2 separate regions of the Zea mays genome follow, and region 2 is linked to region 1. Evidence: chromatin contacts called from public Hi-C data. All regions are on one chromosome and are shown on one strand. Each heading gives the region's core, a stretch centred on a gene start, on an enhancer-like site or on the middle of the called end of the contact. The rest is flanking DNA. Distances are from core to core; before and after follow the strand shown.

Evidence for each region. Hi-C and Micro-C count contacts between places; a contact is called where the count stands out from the background.
Region 2: a contact with region 1 is called in a Hi-C map of leaf, with 4 times the contacts expected there. The contact joins the promoter of LOC542514 here to the promoter of LOC100284770 in region 1. A contact is called at or near these places in 10 of 25 Hi-C or Micro-C datasets (bundle sheath, ear, endosperm and 3 more).

What each region holds. Positions count from the first base shown.
Region 1 is chr7:122,522,263-122,526,498 of Zm-B73-REFERENCE-NAM-5.0, reverse strand. It overlaps LOC100284770, which reads left to right and starts at 2,322. Exons shown (of 2, transcript NM_001370681.1): 1 at 2,322-2,821. The coding sequence starts at 2,375.
Region 2 is chr7:122,674,070-122,678,305 of Zm-B73-REFERENCE-NAM-5.0, reverse strand. LOC542514 (cellulose synthase catalytic subunit 12) reads right to left here and starts at 1,793. Exons shown (of 12, transcript NM_001112062.1): 1 at 1,432-1,793; 2 at 1,098-1,330; 3 at 935-1,031; 4 at 714-837; 5 at 355-621; 6 at 1-269. The coding sequence starts at 1,702.

The DNA of each region.
Region 1 (4,236 bases), core at 1,073-3,572:
CCCATCAGGCCTTAGCAGCTTTATGCTGATGGGGTTACCAGCTGAGAATTAGGAGTCTTGAGGGTACCCCTAATTATGGTCCCTGACAACGCTATAGCAATAAAATAAACCGGAAGGAGGTAGAGTTGTACGGGCATCAACTCTGCAGGTAGAGCTGCAGGCAGAGAGCAGCAGCATGGGTATGGTGTGTTGGTATAGAGTTGAGATATAGAGTAAATATGACTGCAGAGGATTGTGGTATAGAGTAGATAATCTTGCTGACGGGGATAGAATATTCCTTTTAGAGTAGAAATTTAGAATAGTATGAGTGCGGATAGCCTTAGTTCCAAAAAAAAAACAGAGAGAGACTTGATCAGGATATGATTTAGAGGCTCCTGCTGCTCGCATCGACAGCATAGTAGGCAGCTGACAAGCCCAAAATAGCGTCCTGCGTGGATTTGAGCTGCTGTGCAAACCAAAATAATTTCATAGTGGATATACATGATGAATTTTACATTCCGGTTCACCTTTTTTTTCCTTCCAACTATTAAACTATCTCAAACCCAAAATAGCGTCCACGGTGCGTGCGCATCGAAATTGATTCCAAAGCACTAGGCAGCCATTTTGATTGAAGGAAAAAAAAACCAGTAAGATTTCTGAATATTCGTGGAAGACCATTCACAACCGCACCGTCGCTTCACAGCAACGAGAGGGATAAAATGGAACCAGCCAAATCAGGTTCTGAATGAGTTTGATCTGATTCCTGAAATGGCTTGCACAGGCACCAACCAACCAACCAAGCGCTGTGATCGTTTCCAAACAAAAGCTGCGCAAGCGCCCCCAACAATACTGTACTGCGACTGTACACGTCGCTACATTTCCAAACAAAAGCTGACACAGAGAGCTGACTTTTCAAACGACAAGAGTACAATTACGATAACGACGAGTCAAAGACGAGGAAGCGTGTGGCCTGTTGTGTACAGGAATCATCCTGTTTGCTTAAACAAAAGGCACAAAGTAAACGCATAGTGGCTGATCCAACCGGCGATGGCGGATCCAACTGAGAGTGGGCAGAGGAACAAGATTCTTGCAGCTTCAATTGAGTTTTTTTTTTCATTTTAATTATTTTTTATACTGTTTCTAAACCAGCCGTAGAAAATTTATTTTCGAAACTAAACGGTTTGACCACGCCAATCTCTTTAGGCCTTGTTCGTTTCTGTCGGATTGCACCCGGAATCGTTCTATCTAATCAAAGTTTATATAAATTAGAGAAGTAATCCGGTTAGGAATCGTTCCGATCCACCAATTCGGCACAAACGAACAAGGCCTTAACGTGTCCAAGCTACGCTAACGCACCATCCATCAACCGCACGCTGACCCGAACATGGCTTAATTAACTTGGTGGTCCTTGTACCTCAGCGTGCCTATCACCACATTTTCTGAATGAGGTTGGCTGCACAAATTTACGATTTGTCGTGTACACGCGCGGCCATATGGGAAGATACATACACATAGCGTGTTGGACGGTTGGTGGAGTAATGAAGTTGGGATCGGAGCCGTCACTTCCCTCACTGCCTTTGAAACACATTTTAACAGGGGATGAATGGTCGATCAGTCAAACACTAGCTAGCCGCACAGCAGCGGTTATGAATGGTCGATCAGTCAAGACACACTTAAGTTAACTACATGGAAACCGCGGTCAAATTAAGGGCGGGGGTGTGAGAAATAGTCTCGTGTCACGCAACGATGCGTCCAGAGTGTTCGCGGCTGTCCTTTTGGTGTTTTGGAAGGCGCACTGGAACGAACGGAAAAGATCAAGATGCCCGACGAAAAAGCCAGCCGCATCCCTCCAGTGTCCCGATAAGAGCATACACGCAAGCAGCGGTCCCGACAAGCGCGCAAAGAGTTTCCACGGCCCAAACCTTAGTTTAGGCCCCGTTTCAATCTCATGAGATAAACTTTAGCTTCCTACTAAACTTTAGCTATATGAATTAAAGTGCTAAAGTTTAGTTTCAATTATCACCATTAGCTCTCCTGTTTAGATTATAAATGGCTAAAAGTAGCTAAAAATTAGCTGCTAAAGTTTATCTCGCGAGATTGGAACAGGGCCTTAGTCCCTCGCTAATTCCCAGGTTGCGACTGGATCGCAGGCAGCAACGTCTTAATTTGTCGTGTGCGTCCTCCATGTGCCGGTGCCCGTGAGGGCGTAGCGGATGTGGAATTGTGGATCAGCAGCACAGACACGTCAATTAGCCTAAAAAAAATCAAAATCAAAATCCCCTTCCCCTCCTCCGCTCTTTATAAACCCTCCTCACCGTCACTCCACTCCCCCACCTAGCTCACCGCTCACTCAAGCACGCTGCGAAACACATACACACACAGATCGAAGCGGAGGATGAAGGTGGAGGTGGTGGAGACGACGCTGGTGCCGCCGAGCGAGGCGACGCCGCGGCACGCGCTGTGGCTGTCCAACCTGGACCTGGCGGTGCCCAAGACCCACACGCCGCTCGTCTACTACTACCCGAGGCCCGCCGGCGCCGGTGCCGGGGAGGAGGGAGAGGGAGAAGGAGGAGAAGGGTCGTTCTTCGACCCGGCGCGGCTGCGGGAGGCGCTGTCCAGGGCGCTGGTGCCCTTCTACCCGCTGGCGGGGCGGCTGGCGGCCGGCCCGGGCGGCCGGATCGAGATCGACTGCACCGGCGAGGGCGCGCTGTTCTGCGTCGCGCGGGCCGACTTCACCGGCGACGAGATGTTCGCCGACTTCGAGCCCTCCCCCGAGGCGCGCCGCCTGCTCGTGCCCTTCGCCGCGTCCGGCGACCCGCCCTGCGTGCTCGCCATGGTCCAGGTGCGCCGTGCGCGCGCGCCCGCCCGCGCCGCCTCCTCCCTTTGCCCCCCTCCCCCTTTTTTCTTCTTCTTTCTTTTCGGCTGCTTCGATCAAATCAAGGTCGCCACCCCCACGTGGTGGTGATGGTGTGCGGTGCGGGTGGGATCATTATTGTTTTTCACCGCCGTTGCGTGGTCACTCATCCGGCTTTTCCCGCTTTGCAACACCGCGGCAGCGGCAGCGGCAGCGTTAATGAAAAGGGTAATCGGGGTACACCCTGGCGAGCGTTAATGAAAAGGGTCGTGGGGCCCACCCTGGCAGAGGTGGTACAGACGGACACGCTGGTGATTCAGACTGAAGAATTGTAGCCTATTCTGTAGTATTTACGTATCAAAAATAATTTAGAACTCTAAAGATGCGTTACTTATTGATTATTATGTTTTTTACAGTTCACAAAAAAATTTTGCAAGAGTTCCCCTTGTTTTATTAACAACCACAGTTCAAATAATCACATATTATAAGACATATAAGCATTTCAACATATAATACATCACAAAATCACATCGAATATAAAAACATCCACAGAACATAGTTCTTCATATAATGTCCACAAACAAAGTCCAAAATACAAGTTCCCAACACATAGTCCAAAACACAAAACATAGTTCATATTACAACCGTCTCCAGCATAAGTCCAAATCACACCGTCCATATCACAAAAGTATTCATTTCCTCCTAGTCTTACCCTTGCCCTTGGCCCCAAGAGCGTCGGTGCCTGGAGTGTAAGGGTCTCGTGGACGCCTTCTACGTGGTGTCAGCTGTGATGCCTGAGTTGTAGGAGCATCCTGCAACTGAGACGGTCCAATCTCCACCTGACCTGCGGCGCCAGCGCCAGCGCCATCGTCGTCGTCGTCGTCGTCGTCATCGTCGTCGTCCTGGGCCACGTTCTCAAACGTGTCCCGCGTCGATCGCGACGAGCTGAGTCCTGCTGTAGATGGTCCAACTGCACAAATGGGAGGCTGAACGTCCTGCTGCATACGAGGCACAGGCAGCTGCACGTCAACGCCCGCTAGAGACCGGCATCCACACCGAGCCGCTGCTCGACGAAGACGACGTGATACCCTCTGTAATCGAAATGTTAGTTAAAGACATATGTTACAACATACAAATAAACAAGTTTTCTGTTAGACATTGATACTCACTGATAGTAACGATAGCGTAGTAGTATCTGAAGTTCTCTGTGAGATACGCTCGAGTTCAACAACAGATACGAGCATAGAGTTTCCCTATCACAAGTTAAGACATTAGGATGCTCAAAACTAGACATATCTCATTGAATTGAAATCTCTAATTTTAGTAAAGAAATAGTTACCACTCTATCAAGGATTGGAGCAGCCTCAATTTGGGACCCGTGCCGAGCAGCTATGTCGAAAGCT
Region 2 (4,236 bases), core at 544-3,043, 150 kb before region 1:
ACTCCGGGGCGCGGGGCTCGATGCCGAACTTCTTGCAGAAGGGCACCCACTTGCGCGCGAACTCGGCCGTCTCCGACAGCGACTCGAACGTCAGCATCGACGCGCCGTCGTCGGAGACGTAGCAGGAGACCTTGTCCACGGGGTAGTCTACGGCGAGGATGGAGAGCACGGTGTTGGCGGTCACCAGCGGCGGCTCCTTGAGCGGGTCCACCGTGCTCACGAACAGGTCCACCGCCGACAGCAGCGACGGCTCCCCTTCCCTCTCGTACCTGCATCGTGCAGCGTCGTCCAGTCCACTCAAGGAACTGAGTATGGAGGAAATGCGATGTTTATGGAGGAAGCAGGGCGGTCGACCTGAGGGAGAGGCGGTCGAGGTACGTCTCGCGGTCGATGGGGAACCACTTGGGGAACTGGTCGAGGATCCAGGAGATGGCGAACCAGATCTCGCAGATGATGGAGACGAGCCACAGCCCGATGGCGTCCGGGACGGGGTGCAGGATACGGTACCGGAGGAAGAAGGCGAGCACAACGAGACGCACCACGATCACCATCCGGTACGGGTTCACCTTGCTCGACGCGATCGACACCTTCCTCGACAGCGGCTGCCTCGCCTCGTCGTTCCTGCTCAAGGCCAAAAAAAGGTTCAGGTGATCGATCAGTGCCTGTGCGTTACGCTGCTCGCTGTCCTGGAGCTGGTTGCGGGGGAGGTTTACAGTGCCACGTCGGCGTCCATGTCTTCGGGATCGGCGCCGCCGCCGAGGATGCCCTGCTTGGACTTCCAGTCGTCCATCCTCTCCTTCCAGCTCACTTCTTTCTTCTCGTCCCACTTGGCACTCCCTGGCGGAGCCAAATCCGTCCATCAGGTATATATTGTGATCGAATTTCGTATGGTTTGAAGTTGAACTTGCAAATTTGATCGTGAACCGGGACGAACCTGGCTCAGACACAGGGTACGGATGGATGCGCTTGTGCAGGGAAGACGAGACCTCGCCGTGGCCATACCCGTTGGTAATCGGAAACTCACCGCTCACCTAGAAGTGCGTCACGTCAGTGTCAGTCGAGTGGGTGGAACTGGAAGGCGGTGCATGTATACGTACCGGCACGGAGCGGGAGCCGGTGATGATGGGCGGGATCTGCGGGGTGTTGTTGCCGTCGCCGTCGTCGGGGCCCCTCCCGTAGCTCATCCTGCCGTGCAGCATCGCCTCGGTGATCTGGCTGTTCTGCATGTTGCCCTCCAGCTGCCTCTGCTGATTCTCGTCGTCGATGTTGAACTCGTGCTCCAGGTCGTCGATGTCCTCCTCGTCATCGTCCCCGGCAACCCTCGGGCTCCCTTCGATCGTCGTTCAAGCAGACCGGCCCGGTCGATCAGCAAGCAATCGAAGTTGACACGACGTACGGCGAAGCAAGGCGAGGCATCAGAAATGTACGTACCCTTGAGGCGCTTGTAGCGCGTCTTGCACTGGGGGCAGTTCTGCGTGCCCTCCCGGCGCTCGTACTCGTAGCAGGGCCGGCACACGGGGAAGCCGCACTCGTTGCAGGCGACGAAGAGGTCGCCGTCCACCGTGAGCCCGACCTCGTCGCCGCATATCTCGCACACCTGCCCGCTCAGCGCCCGCAGCGGCTTGGGGTCCTCGTGGCCCCGGATCAGCACCAGCTCGTTCCGGTTGTGCGAGCCGGCCACCAGCCCGGCGCTGGCCTCCATCGCGCGCGGAGGCCGGCGTGCTAGGCTAGCTCTCGGCCTCCGACCCCTCAGGTGCTCGACAGATTCGCGATTGCGAGGCAGGGCGACGCAGGTGTGAGCGACGCTCTACCTTGTGGCAGGGGCTAGCTATATGAATATGAGAGGAGGCCGGAGGTTTTTGGCGGGTGGGAGAGGTGAGCGGTGGCTGTTCGATCGGCGGGGCGGACGGGAGTGCGATTTGGTGCGCGCGGTGGAGATGGAGGCGTTGGGTCGGTCGGTCGAGCCCCCGCGCTCGCGTCGGCGCGGGGGGCTTCCGCTCGTGGGACGCGCGCGTCGCAGCGGGTGAGGGGGAGCTCGTGTTGGTTGGGTGCAGCGTCTCCGTTGCCGCTAAGTGAAGCGAAATCCTCGCGCTGCCGCCTGCGCTGGCTTGCGCCTGATGCTACTATCCTGCTGCCGTTGTCACTTGTCAGGCTGCGCCCCAACCAACCCCTCGACCAACCGAGACTTGGCTTTCCCGCCATCTCATTTTTTAACTTGCTGGTTACTTTTTTTTCAGAAAACAATTTTGAAACTTCAGTGTGGGTTTGCTCATAAATTGGATCGTTTTTGCTTTAGCCTCGATGGGATTTGGCATCTTCTCTTCCCTTGGGTCCTGGTCCTGCAATGCTATTGCTATCAAACAAGAATATTTATCATAAAGTTTAGATTGACCTTATTTTACGGTCTGTCGACTTATTGGCCGAGTCGGGTTTCCAACACTTAGCTACAAAGTATTTTGGTTTTCAGCCTTCAAATGTTAAAACCATTCAAATTTCAATATTGTGTCAAATTTAAAGTGGTCCTTAGGCTATCCGCACTCATAGTACTCTAAATTTCTACCCTAAAAAGAATATTCTGTCCTAGTCAGCAAAATTCTTTACTCTATACCACAATCATCCGCACTCATGTTTACTCTATACCACATATTCTATTATTTCTCTCTCCTGAGCAGCCTCTCTGGTGCCCTCCTCCGGCCCCGCCTCGGGTCCCACACTCAACAACCTTTGCTGCCTCTACAGCTCACACGCACGGAGCATGCCTCGCCTTGCGTGCCCCGGACGTATGCAGTAGGCGTTGCATGCACTCTACATATGGGGTTTCCGGTTTTCTTGCTTGGCTTAGCGTAGCCATTCCAGTCTACCGCTGCGGCATTTTTTACTGGATATTTAACTCTATACGTATAGCGCATCTTTTACCGCTCGTCACTGCGGATAGCCTTAGTGACGTGGAGGCTCAGCCAACAAAGACATTGTAAGAAAAATAGACTCCAACCTATTTGACTAAATGATTTTGGTGTTTGATGATCAACAAAACGTGTGGACTTGTTAATGTCTATGTTTATAGTTCACATATTGTGAACTGATTTTTAGATTAAGATATTGAGAGAACAACACCTTAAATAAGATCTTAAAAGACTCATGGAAGACCTACAAATATTCTGCACAAGTCCAAAACACAAACCAAAAATAACCCAAGTGAAACCCCCCCGAAGGATTGAATATGAGCTGATTCTGGATGCACCTGACCATTCCGATGTGCACCAGATGGATCACTGTACCAGATGCACAGACAACATGTTCTCTGTACCCAAGCCTCGCTAGCGCACCAGACTAGTCCGGTGTACATCGGACCAGCAGGCAACGATCGACAACAGCTAGTTCCAACGGCCATTTGTCGTGGTGGGTCACTGGGCCAGTCCAATGTGCACCGGACCTCTACTACAACGTAGAGAATCTGTTAGATCGGCAACGACTAGCTGACGTGGAAGACACACCAGTTCGGTCCAGTGTGACGCAGATAAAGTTGCTTCCTTCCAACAACTCCTTTTAGGCTTGGGGCTCTATATATACCCACCCAACCGGCCATTTGAGTGGGTGGGAGCTCATTAACATTGCTAGAAAATTGAGGCTTCATTATTTAGTTCATATACTTCCAAGTGCTTAGTAGAAACACTTGGTGATTAGTGTAGGTGCTTTGCGAAATACTTAGGTTAGTTGATGACTATGTTTCACAAGTGCTTTGCGAAATGCTTAGCTCATATACATCCAAGTGCTTTTCGAAGTCCCTAGTCATAGTTAGAGATGGCAATGGGTACCTGAGAGCACCTAGAGGGTGGGGGGTGAATAGGTGATCCTGTAAAATCAAACACTAAATAGCCACAAACTTGATTATTAAAGTGTTAGTGTAACCAAGTGGCTATGGAGCAAGCTCGTGCGAACAAAACAATCACAGAAAAGCTATACACGAGACACGCGATTTTTATCCCGTGGTTCGGCCGAGTAACACTTGCCTACTTCCATGTTGTGGTGTCCCAATGGACGAGGGTTGCACTCAACCCCTTTCAAGTGATCCAATGATCGACTTGAATACCACAGTCTTTTATCTTGAATATTCTTCCCGTTTGCGAGGAATCTCCACAAGTTGGAGCCTCTCGCCCTTACAAAGTTATGATCACAAAGAAAAACAAGAGTAAGGATGGGAGAGCAACACATGCAAGACCCAAATCCGCAGCGCAC